Regions from separate parts of the Pan troglodytes genome. Here region 2 is linked to region 1. A link is a contact called in public HiChIP or PLAC-seq data. All regions are on one chromosome and are shown on one strand. Each heading gives the region's core, a stretch centred on a gene start, on an enhancer-like site or on the middle of the called end of the contact. The rest is flanking DNA. Distances are from core to core; before and after follow the strand shown. Region 1 holds the start of AP1B1 (adaptor related protein complex 1 subunit beta 1). Region 2 holds the start of HORMAD2 (HORMA domain containing 2).

What was found. HiChIP or PLAC-seq counts read pairs in DNA pulled down with a chosen protein or histone mark.
Region 2: a contact with region 1 is called in an H3K4me3 HiChIP or PLAC-seq map of stem cell-derived excitatory neurons, with 11 times the contacts expected there. The contact joins the promoter of HORMAD2 here to the promoter of AP1B1 in region 1. A contact is called at or near these places in 1 of 7 Hi-C or Micro-C datasets (stem cell-derived neural progenitor cells) and 1 of 1 datasets of contacts at active chromatin or transcription factors (stem cell-derived excitatory neurons).

The regions. Positions count from the first base shown.
Region 1 is chr23:31,533,788-31,538,753 of NHGRI_mPanTro3-v2.0_pri, reverse strand. AP1B1 (adaptor related protein complex 1 subunit beta 1) reads left to right here and starts at 2,435. Exons shown (of 21, transcript XM_016938918.3): 1 at 2,435-2,787. LOC112206734 (a long non-coding RNA gene) reads right to left here and starts at 2,616. Exons shown (of 7, transcript XR_002941202.3): 1 at 2,430-2,616.
Region 2 is chr23:32,207,013-32,212,410 of NHGRI_mPanTro3-v2.0_pri, reverse strand. HORMAD2 (HORMA domain containing 2) reads right to left here and starts at 2,542. Exons shown (of 12, transcript XM_063808134.1): 1 at 2,094-2,542. It overlaps LOC134809720 (a long non-coding RNA gene), which reads left to right and starts at 2,321. Exons shown (of 5, transcript XR_010156102.1): 1 at 2,321-2,457.

The DNA of each region.
Region 1 (4,966 bases), core at 1,186-3,685:
ATAAATTCCATTGTTGAAGCCAAAAGAAAAAAAAATTCCATTTGTTCCCTGACTACTTTTTTATTTTTATTTTTTTTGAGACAGAGTCTCACTCCGTCGCCCAGGCTGGAGTGCAGTGGTGCAATCTTGGCTCACTGCAAGCTCCACCTCCCGGGTTCACGCCATTCTTCTGCCTCAGCCTCCTGAGTAGCTGGGACTACAGGCACCCACCACCATGTCCGGCTAATTTTTTGTATTTTTTAGTAGAGACGGGGTTTCACTGTGTTAGCCAGGATGGCCTCCCTGACTACTTTTAAAAAGGTTTAAAAATGGAATAAGGTGGCCGGGCACGGTGGCTCACACCTGTAATCCCAGCACTTTGGGAGGCTGAGGCGGGCAGATCACAAGGTCAGGAGATCCAGACCATCCTGGCTAACAACGGTGAAACCCCGTCTCTACTAAAAATACAAAAAAATTTAGCCGGGCGTGGTGGCGGGCGCCTGTAGTCCCAGCTACTCGGGAAGCTGAGGCAGGAGAATGACGTGAACCCGGGAGGCGGAGCTTGCAGTGAGCCGAGATCGAGCCACTGAACTCCAGCCTGGGCGATGGAGCGAGGCTCCGTCTAAAATAAATAAATAAATAAATAAATAAAAATGGAATAAGGTTTGTAATTTAGATAACGGTATTTTACCAACACCACCAATTTCCTGGTTTTGCTATTATACTACAGATATATAAAATGTCACCATTGTGGGAAGCTGGGTGAAGGGTATATGGGACTCAATTTTGGTACTAATTTTGCAATTTCCTGTAAGTCTATAATTATTTAAAAATAACTTTTAAAGGCTTTGAGGCTGATTAAACATAAAATTATATTAAATATAAAAACCAGTAATATCTATATTAGATAGGACGTAGAGACTTAGCAATAAGTGCACTTAGCAGTAAGTGCAAGCTTATTTATTAACAACTTTTTGATAATATTAAAAAAGATGGATAACAACCTCAGGGGATTGTTTTTGAGATTAGCCGTACCATCCACTTAATGGAATACTATGCAGATACTGGAAAGTGCCAAGTAGAAATGTATTTACTATTTTGGGAAACTTTTACCAATATTTTGGTGAGTTAAAAAATACCAACAGTGGCTCATGCCTATAATCCCATCACTTTGGGAAGCTGAGGTGGGCAGATCACTTGAGGTCAGGAGTTCAAGACCAGCCTGGTCAACATGGTGAAACCCCCGCCTCTACTAAAAATACAAAAATTAGCTGGGCACGGTGGTGCATGCTTGTAATCCCAACTACTTGGGAGGCCCAGGCAGGAGAATCGCTTGAACCTGGGAGGCAGAGGTTGCAGTGAGCCAAAATCACGACACTGCACTCCAGTCCGGGCAACAGAGCGAGACCCTGTCTCAAAACAAACAAACAAAAAAAACAAATGATCTATCAAGTCTGGAAGAATATTCACCAAAATATTAAAAGTGATTGTCTTAGGTCAGTGGGATTGCAGATGGTTTTTTTCTTTTTTTTCTTTTTTTTTTTTTGAGACGGAGTCTTGCTCTGTCACCCAGGCGGGAGTGCAGTGGTGTGATGTCGGCTCACTGCAAGCTCTGCCTCCCGGGTTCACGCCATTCTCCTGCCTCAGCCTCCTGAGTAGCTGGGACTACAGGCGCTTGCCACCACACCCGGCTAGTATTTTGTGTTTTTAGTAGAGACGGGGTTTCACCATGTTAACCAGGATGGTCTCGATCTCCTGGCCTTGTGATCCGCCCGCCTCGGCCTCCCAAAGTGCTGGGATTACAGGTGTGAGCCACCATGCCCGGCCATTTTTTTTCTTTTTTTGAGACAGGGTCTGGATCTGTCGCCCAGGCTGGAGTGCAGTGCTGCAATTACAGCTCACTGTAACCTCAACCTCCTGGGCTCAAGCTATTCTCCTGCCTCAGGCTCCCGAGTAGCTGGGACTACAGGTATGAGCCACTGTGTCTGGCTCAAGGTCACTCATCTTAAGAATGGAGGGGTCCAAACTAGAGCTGTAAACCTAGTTTGGACAGAGAGAGACCCCTCTGTAATCCCAGCACTTTGGGAAGCCGAGGCGGGAGGATCTCTCGGGTCCATGATTTCGAGACCAGCCTGAGCAATAAAGTGAGACTCTCTCTACAAAAAATAAATAAGTAAATAATAAGTAATTAGCCGGGCGTAGTGCTGCGCACCTGTGGTCCCAGCTGCTTGGGAGGCTGAGGTGAGAGGATCACCCGAGCCTGGGAGGCGGAGGGTGCAGTGAGCCCAGATCTTCGAGCCACTGCACTCTAGCTTGAGCAACAGAGCAAGACCCCGTTTCAAACAAACAAACAAAAAATGAGTGACCTTGAGCAAAACCCTGCCCCTCTTAGAACCTCAGATTTGCCGTCTTTACACAGAAGATGGACTTCAAAGTCCCTACGACCTTACCCGGCCCCCTCACGCTGAATTAGCTAGCGGGATGGTTTCCCAAGGGCTCTGCGGGAGACTGCAGCATAGCAGCGCCGCGGCTGCCGAGGGGTTAATACCGTTGGGCTCTTCCCCTTTTCTTGCCCCGCCCCACGGGCACCACCCCCGCCAGGGTTGTACCCTTGACCCCGCCTTCAGGCCTTGCGTCCACCGGAAGTACCCGCGCGCGGGCAGCTCACTTCCGCCCGGCAGGTGACAGCCGCGGGGCTCCGAGCCGCCGGCAGCCGGGACGCACCGGGAGAGCGAGAGGTGGAGGCCGCGGACATTTTGGTGCCAAGCCGAACCGAGCCGGGGCGCCGGGAGCTATTGGGACCTGCGGGTGAGGAAGCGGGGACCCGGGCGAGCCAGGAGAAGAAGTGGGGCGAGGAGTCAGGGGTCCTAGGTGAGGGGTTTGCGGGGTCAGAGGTCATGAAGAGGACGCGGCGCTGCAGGGGCGCGAGCGACGTCCCCAGCCAGAGGAGGAGGAAGGGCTGAGGGTTCGTTCATTCATTCGCGCCCACTTGGCCGCCGGCCTGTTCCTCGGCCGCCCCTTATCCGCAGCACCTCCTGGGGCTTCCGCCCGGAGAGACAGGACTTAGGCCCCGAGGAATTCCCCACTGGCCTGAGGGAAAACTCTTCGGGCTCTGATTTCCTCTTTCGGACTCACCTCCATGGCCATCCTGAGGCCTCCTCGTTGTTCAGGGCGTTATCTCTTTGCCAAGGTTGAAAAAGAAGAAAAAAAAACTAGAAAACGGTCCCTTGCCGCCCGCCTCCGGCTAGGCACTGGCTTGGTCTTGTTTGTTGGAGCCTCTAAGACAAGTTAACTGAATGGAGACACCGGTGATAATGCTGCAAAATAACGAGGGAGATGCTTGCTAGTGGCTATCGAGTCCCTTCTGTGTACCGGGCACTGTGCTAAGCACTTTCCTTACAATGACACATTTAAACTTCACAGCAACCTTTGTGGGGATTAAATATCCCTATTTTATCGATGAGGACGCTGAGGCACAGAGAGGTTAAATCCCACATGTAAGGTCATTCGGGTAGTAGAGGCAAGGCCAGGTTTCCTGCCAGGCTGTCAGAGACCTGCAAAGTACAGAGACAAAGGAAAGACTGGAGTAAGGTTGGGGTGTAGGGGATATTTAAGACTTTTAGCCAGACATGGTGGCTCACGCCTGTAATCCCAGCACTTTGGGAAGCTGAGGCGGGTGGATCGTGAGGTCAGGAGTTCAAGACCAGCCTGACCAACATGGTGAAACCCTGTCTCCAATAAAAATACAAAAATTAGACGTGGTGGCGTATGCCTGTAATCCCAGCTACTTGGGAGGCTGAGGCAGGAGAATCGCTTGAACCCAGGAGGCGGAGGTTGCAGTGAGCCGAGATTGTGCGACCGCACTCCAGCCTGGGCCACGGAGTGAGACTCCGTCTCAAAAAAAAAAAAAAAAAAAAAAAAAGATTTTTAGCTGCCGTTGTATTTATTTGGATTTATGTCACGATGTAGCCTTATTGCTTTTTGTCTGATCTTCATAAGGGGCATTCGATTTACTTTCTTTAGGATAAAACAATCCTACAGGCTGTTGCTATTAGTGATACCTTTCAGGGCAAGAGTCTAAGATTTTCCTGACTTTAGGGAACAGTGAGACACAAAACAGGCTATCTGTGAAAACTATTTGAAGATTATCGAGAACTTCTCTTCAGAGTGGTTGAGCTGCATTCGTTTTGGTCTAAAAAGAGAGGAACCACATGACCTCTAGGGGATCTTTTGGTCCTAGGTTCTGGAAGAAGGTACCCAGAGGAAGAATCTTTGCCTTTCTGAGAAATATGCAGGCCCCATGGCTTCTTGCCAGAGCAGAGCACGTCTTACTTGGGAGGTGGTGAGACGGTTTGGTGGCTGGAGGACTAGGCTGTATGAATCTAAGCCTCATTCCATTGCGGATATTCACTTGCTTCAATTCTGCCTCAGTTTCCCTGACATCAACATGAGAAAGACCTGCCGCCTTCCTGTCTGCTCCTAGGGGTATGAACCTGTGAATGAACCCGTGAAGGCTTCCACATGGCTTCTGAAGAAAGCTGTATATAAATATTACTGTAATACCTTTTTTTTTTTTTTTTAAGCTATGTGATCTATTCTCCTAGTTCCATTGAATTCACAGAAACTGAATATTGTCACCTTATATTCCCATCCTTCCAAGGGAGGATTTGAGATGAAGCAACTTGTCACAGAGGGTAGGAACATGAGCAGAGCTCAGAGCTTCTGGTTTTCTGTCCTGAGTTGAGCCCACCAGTCTCCTCTGACCTCTTAGAAACTGTCATGAGGAGCAGCTTGAGTAGGTCTCAAAGAGTCAGATCCCTCAGAGATTGTGTGGAGATCATCTGTTGAGTGTAGGTCAGTGGAGGCTTCACCCTGAGCTGCTTCAAGAGCCCAGAGGTATGATGGAAAGATCACCCGACTCCCAGTCAGTAAGCCCTGGGTTCAACCCCAGCTCAGCAGCTTCCTGGCAGTGTGACCTGACCTGGAC
Region 2 (5,398 bases), core at 1,293-3,792, 670 kb before region 1:
CTCACTATGTTGCCCAGACTGGCCTCGAACTCTTGGCATCTCAAAGTTTTGGGATTACACATATGAGACACCACACCACACCTTCAATTGCCCTATTTTATATGGTGGCACAATTACTTCCTATTTTACCCCTACTACGTGTGAGTCCAAGATTCACATAAAGATTAGCCAGCTGCTGTTTAGTTTACTAAGGCCTAAACCACTTTTTTAACCATTCCAAGTGAAGCAAAAGCCAAAGTTTTATTACATTTTCCCAAATATAATCATAGTTGATTTATGAAGGCTCTCTACCCATCTTTCTCAATCTTCAAAAACCATTTTTTACAAGAAAATCCCTTTTCTATCAGGTGAACACTATCCAATAGCTGGATTCTGAAATGCAACTATATTACCTTCCTTACACATGCATGTTGTTAAGAATGGCTTTACTCAAAAGAAGTGTACGTTAACATAAATGGGTTCAATAGATTCCTAAAGCTGGAAGGGAGCACAGACATCTTCCAACCCCTTTGATTTAAAGAAGATCCAATTCTGTGGAGGAAGAATCTTTTTTTCAGCAAATGATGCTGAAACAAAAGGACATCTGGGGGGTGGGGGGAAGAACAGAGAATTAAAAGAAACTTAACCTAAATCTCACACTGTATACAAATATTAATGCAAAATGGATCATGGATTTAAACCTAAACATAAAACTATAAAGAAAAGGGGCCAGGTGCAGTGGCTCACACCTGTAATCCCAGCACTTTGGGAGGCCGAGGTGGGAGGATCACGAGGTCAAGAGATCGAGACTATCCTGGCCAACATGGTGAAACCCTGTCTCTACTAAAAATAAAAAAAATAAAAAAAATTAGCTGGGCGTGGTGGTGCACACCTGTAGTCCCAGCTACATGGGAGGCTGAGGCAGGGGAATCGCTTGAACCCGAGAGGTGGAGGTTGCAGTGAGCTGAGATTGCATCACTGCACTCCAGCCTGGCACAGAGCTCGACTCCGTCTCACAAAAAAAAAAAGAAAAAAGAAAAGTGAGGCTAAGCAAGGGAACTTGGTTTGCCAAAGTTCGCCCAATTACTTAGACCTTCCAACAGAGCTTGCTTCAATAAATTATTCACCATTTTAACAAATTCCATTTGGCCCTGGTAATTCCCCTACCTGTGCTCATTCAGAGAAAAAGGCTTCCACTATATTAATTGAGTATTTGTTCATGCTCTTTTGACTTTTTAATATCTTTTTCATGCTATTTCAATTATTCATTCATTCAACATCTACGAGGCAACTACAATGTGCCAGGCAACAACATGCAGGATTACGAGATGTAAAATACTGTTCCTACCTCAACAGATTGATGGTCCAATGGAGGAGAAATTAGATTATGATCCTGCTGAGATTAAAAACCCCTTTAGGGGCCAGAACCACCCCTCATTTCTACCAGCTGAGTACACGATGTACTGCACAGCCTGTCCAGTGCCCTGCGTACTCGGACACATTTTGGCGACTGGCTAATCCTGAGGTTCAAGACTCTCTCCCTCTGTTTAGGGAACTAAAGTCCATAGGGATTAATTGGCAAATCCTCACTAAAGTGAAAGGGGAGCTGACGTCAAGGGGGGCAGGGTGTCTTGTCCCCACCTCTCTCACCTCTTGGCCTGTACCAGGCATCGATCCTGGCAGAAAACCTCAATGGCTGGGGAGAATCTGACCCAGGTAAGATAAACTTCCCCAAAGCTCCACCACACACGGCCCCCTCCAATGTCGGGCACAGACATCGTCTGCCCTGCCAGCCTCATCATGGCTCATTATGGCTGCTGCTTGCTCAGCAAGTTTGATTTCATGTCCAGAAAAATCTGAATTTCAAAACTACCTGGGTGCTCTCTGTCCAGTTCTGGGGGAAATCGCCTCCCTTTTGCCTTCCTCCTCAGCCCCCTGCCCTCCCGATTCTCTTCACAGTACTTTAGGCCCTCACGAAATATGATACTTTCAAATCCAACTTAAAGCCTTAAGTAATAAGGAAAGAAAAAAAATTGTTTTTTGACATAAAGACAGAACTAACAACGCCCGAGTGCCCTCTCTGGGCCGAGACCTCGCGTCTCAACAGCCCTCACCTCAGCTCGTCGACGCTTCCCTCCCACCGGGGGTCAACGGCCTTTTCCGGCCCAAACCGGCTCCTCGGCTCATGAATAGTCAACGAGGCCTTTCTGGGCGGGACCAGAGGCTTCCTCATGAATAATTCATGACCCGTCCACGGCTAGCCGGGGCGACCGGCCTCGCTAGACTTCATGAATATGCAAAGCAGGGGCGAACGGCGGCTAGCCGGCCCCTAGCCCGCCCGGCCCCTCAGCAGCCGCCTCTCAGCCACGGGCTGCACACTGACCCGACGCGACCTTCGGTCAGGGGCCGCCAGCCTGGGCCACCTATACAACGACAGCCTGCTCTGGGGCTTCCTGAGGAGGTGCCTGCCCCGCCGAGGTTAGGACCCGAGGGACCGTGGGGCTCGGGCGGGCCAGGACGCCAGGCCGGCGGGTCCCAGAGAGGTCTGAGGCGGGCGCGGGGCGGCGTAGGGGAGGGAAGCGAGAGCCTGGGGGGCCCAGGGACCCGAGTTAGAAGAAGGCCCGAGAAGTGCGGCGCGGTGGCTCCACTTGGGATCCCAGCACTCTGGGAGGCTGAGGCGGGCGCGTCACTTGAGGTCAGGAATTCGAGACCAGCCTGGCCAACATGTTGAAAACCCGTCTCTACAAAAAATACAAAAATTAGCTGGGCGAGGTGGCGCGCGCCTGTAGTCCCAGCTACTTGGGAAGCTGAGGCACGAGAATCGCTTGAGCCCAGGAGGCTGAGGTTGCAGTGAGCCGAGATTCCGCCATTGCACTCCAGCCTGGGCGACAGAGCGAGACTCCGTCTCAAAAAAATTTTAAAAAGTACAAAAATTAGCTGGGCCACCTGACGTGCGCCTGTAGTCCCAGCTGCTCGGGAGGCTGAGGTAGGAGGATCGCTTGAGCCGGGGAGTTTGAGGTTGCAGTGAGCCAAGATCGTACCATTGCACTCCAGTCTGGGCAACAGAGGGAGACCCTGTCTCAAAAATAAAAAAAAAGAAAAGAAAGAAAAAAGACATAAGGCCAGAGCTTTCCAATACTTGAGGGCATCTGCAACCTCTTCATCCCTACCCTGGACCTGACTGCATTCTTTTTAACATTAATTTGTAATTATGCAAATAAAACATAAATATATTCTCCTTTGTGCCCTACCCCTAATCTCAGTTTTTTCTGCCCTGGTAACTGTGGGAGCAGTTGGGGGTGTGGCTCCTTGGATCGTTTCTCACCTGTTTAGGTAGATATTTCGTATCCTGTGGTGCTTTCCAAAGGCTCCTGGAGTCCCATGAACCTCCCCAAGGGGATTTCCCAAGAGAGTAGATGAAAGAGTGAGCCAGTTGAAACCTGTTCTTATTTTGTTTCTGCAGGAAAGAAAAAAAAAAACTATTCAAGTTGGCGAGAACATGAGTTTAGAACATAATGACTAAAACTGAAATTTGGGCTGAAATATTCTTTTAGTGCAAGTTTTCTCAACCTTCTCCCCACCCCCACCATCATAACAACCAAAAATTTCTCTAGACTTTGCCAAATGTCCCATGGGGTGTGCAAAATTGCCCTCTGTTGAGAACTACTGCGTTCACCCTATACTTTCCGGAAGTAACTGCTTTTTAAGCTCCAACCACACAGATGGTTTGTCTGCACCAGCCCTTCTCAGCCTCCGCATTTACCAGCCTCTCTGGCTGGATCACTAGGCCCTCTGTGCTGGCTGTTCTAATTTTCTTCTGCCTTCAGATCTGAGCTCAGTCAACTGCTACCATATCCAAAGACTTACCCCTCTCTGCCCTATACTATTGGCAGTCTACCCCACCAGCAAACACAGTTATTCGTTATTCTGTTTCTTTCATAGAATTTCTCTCAATCTAATTTTTTTTTTTTTTTTTTTTGTGAGACAGAGTCTTGCTCTGTCACCCAGGCTGGAGTGCAGTGGCGTGATATTGGCTCGCTGCCACCTCCACCTCCCAGGCTCAAGTGATTCTCCTGCCTCAGCCACCTAAGTAGCTGGGGTTACAGGCATGCATCACCATGCCCGGCTGATTTTTGTATTTTTAGTAGAGATGGGGTTTCACCATGTTGGCCAGGCTGGTCTTGAACTCCTGACCTCAAGCAATCCACCCACCTCAGCCTCCCAAAGTGCTAGGATTACGGGCTTGAGCCCCCAAGCCCAGCCCTGGACTTCATTTCTTTGATAACCTGTTTTGTTTTTTTCTCTCTACCACCTGGAATAAGTAAGTAAGTGTCATCAGAGGCCTGATCTGGCGGAGTCGCCCCAGGATGCCCAGTGCTGGCACACACAGTAGGCACTCAATAGACATTGGTGGACTGAAATTATAAATTACCCTGTTTTCCTCCGAAGAGCTTCTGTGGAGTTTCTCTTACTCCTTTCCTTCCTCACCATTTGGCAGGCTCCTTGTGACCAAAGGAATGGATTAATAAGCCCCTGTGCCTGGCCCCTGTGCTAGGAGCTGTTGGGTAAAGCCTTTATCTTTACCGCTGGCTTAACTCCTTGAGGTCAAGAGCTGTTATTTTTACTTCTTTTATTATGTTCATTGGAGGTATTCAAATAGATACCTGAATTAACTGTTCCTCAGTGAACATTGAAGGTATTCAAATAGTTGAATGAATGAATCGGTTACTTAAGGAACAACATTAGATAATTAAACATTGACAGTGTTACAGGGGGCTTTAGAAATACTCCAAGTCTAGTCCTTTACTTTACAGATGAGAATATAAGTAATTTGCTCAAGGTCCCTAAGCTTCTTAAGAGGCCGGGTCACATGTACAACCCATGGTCTCATACCTCTTATTTTGAGACTCTTTCTTGTCTCCAGTCAGGCTAGTTTCTGATTACTTTTCTGTGAACCTGACTTACAACTCAGACACAGAAGTCCCAAGCCAAATACTCGCTTCTTGTCAACTAAAAAGGCTTTGAGCCTGTGCTTTTTCATCTTGATTAAATACAGCCCTGGGGATAATGGCCTAATGAACTCAAAAGTGCTATATGATATTCAAACAACTTCCCAGCTTCCTTTGTACCTTTCAGTGATAAGAGACTGGGAATTGTCCCTGTCAAAGCATTTTGTTTGTTTTGCAAGTAGAAAATGTGCATTGTGGCAGAACTTGATCAGTTTAGAAATTTCCAAATAACCAGAATTTTGACAAAGGTAAAAAGTCTCCAGCTGAAGTTTTGCCAAACCCCAGTAGTAAAATAACACATGACACAGGTGAAAATAGAGGAGGGAATCTTATTTGAGATGACTTTCATTGGCTAAATTTGACCTTTCTCTCTTTAGACACATTTACATCACCTGACTCTGTACCTGAAA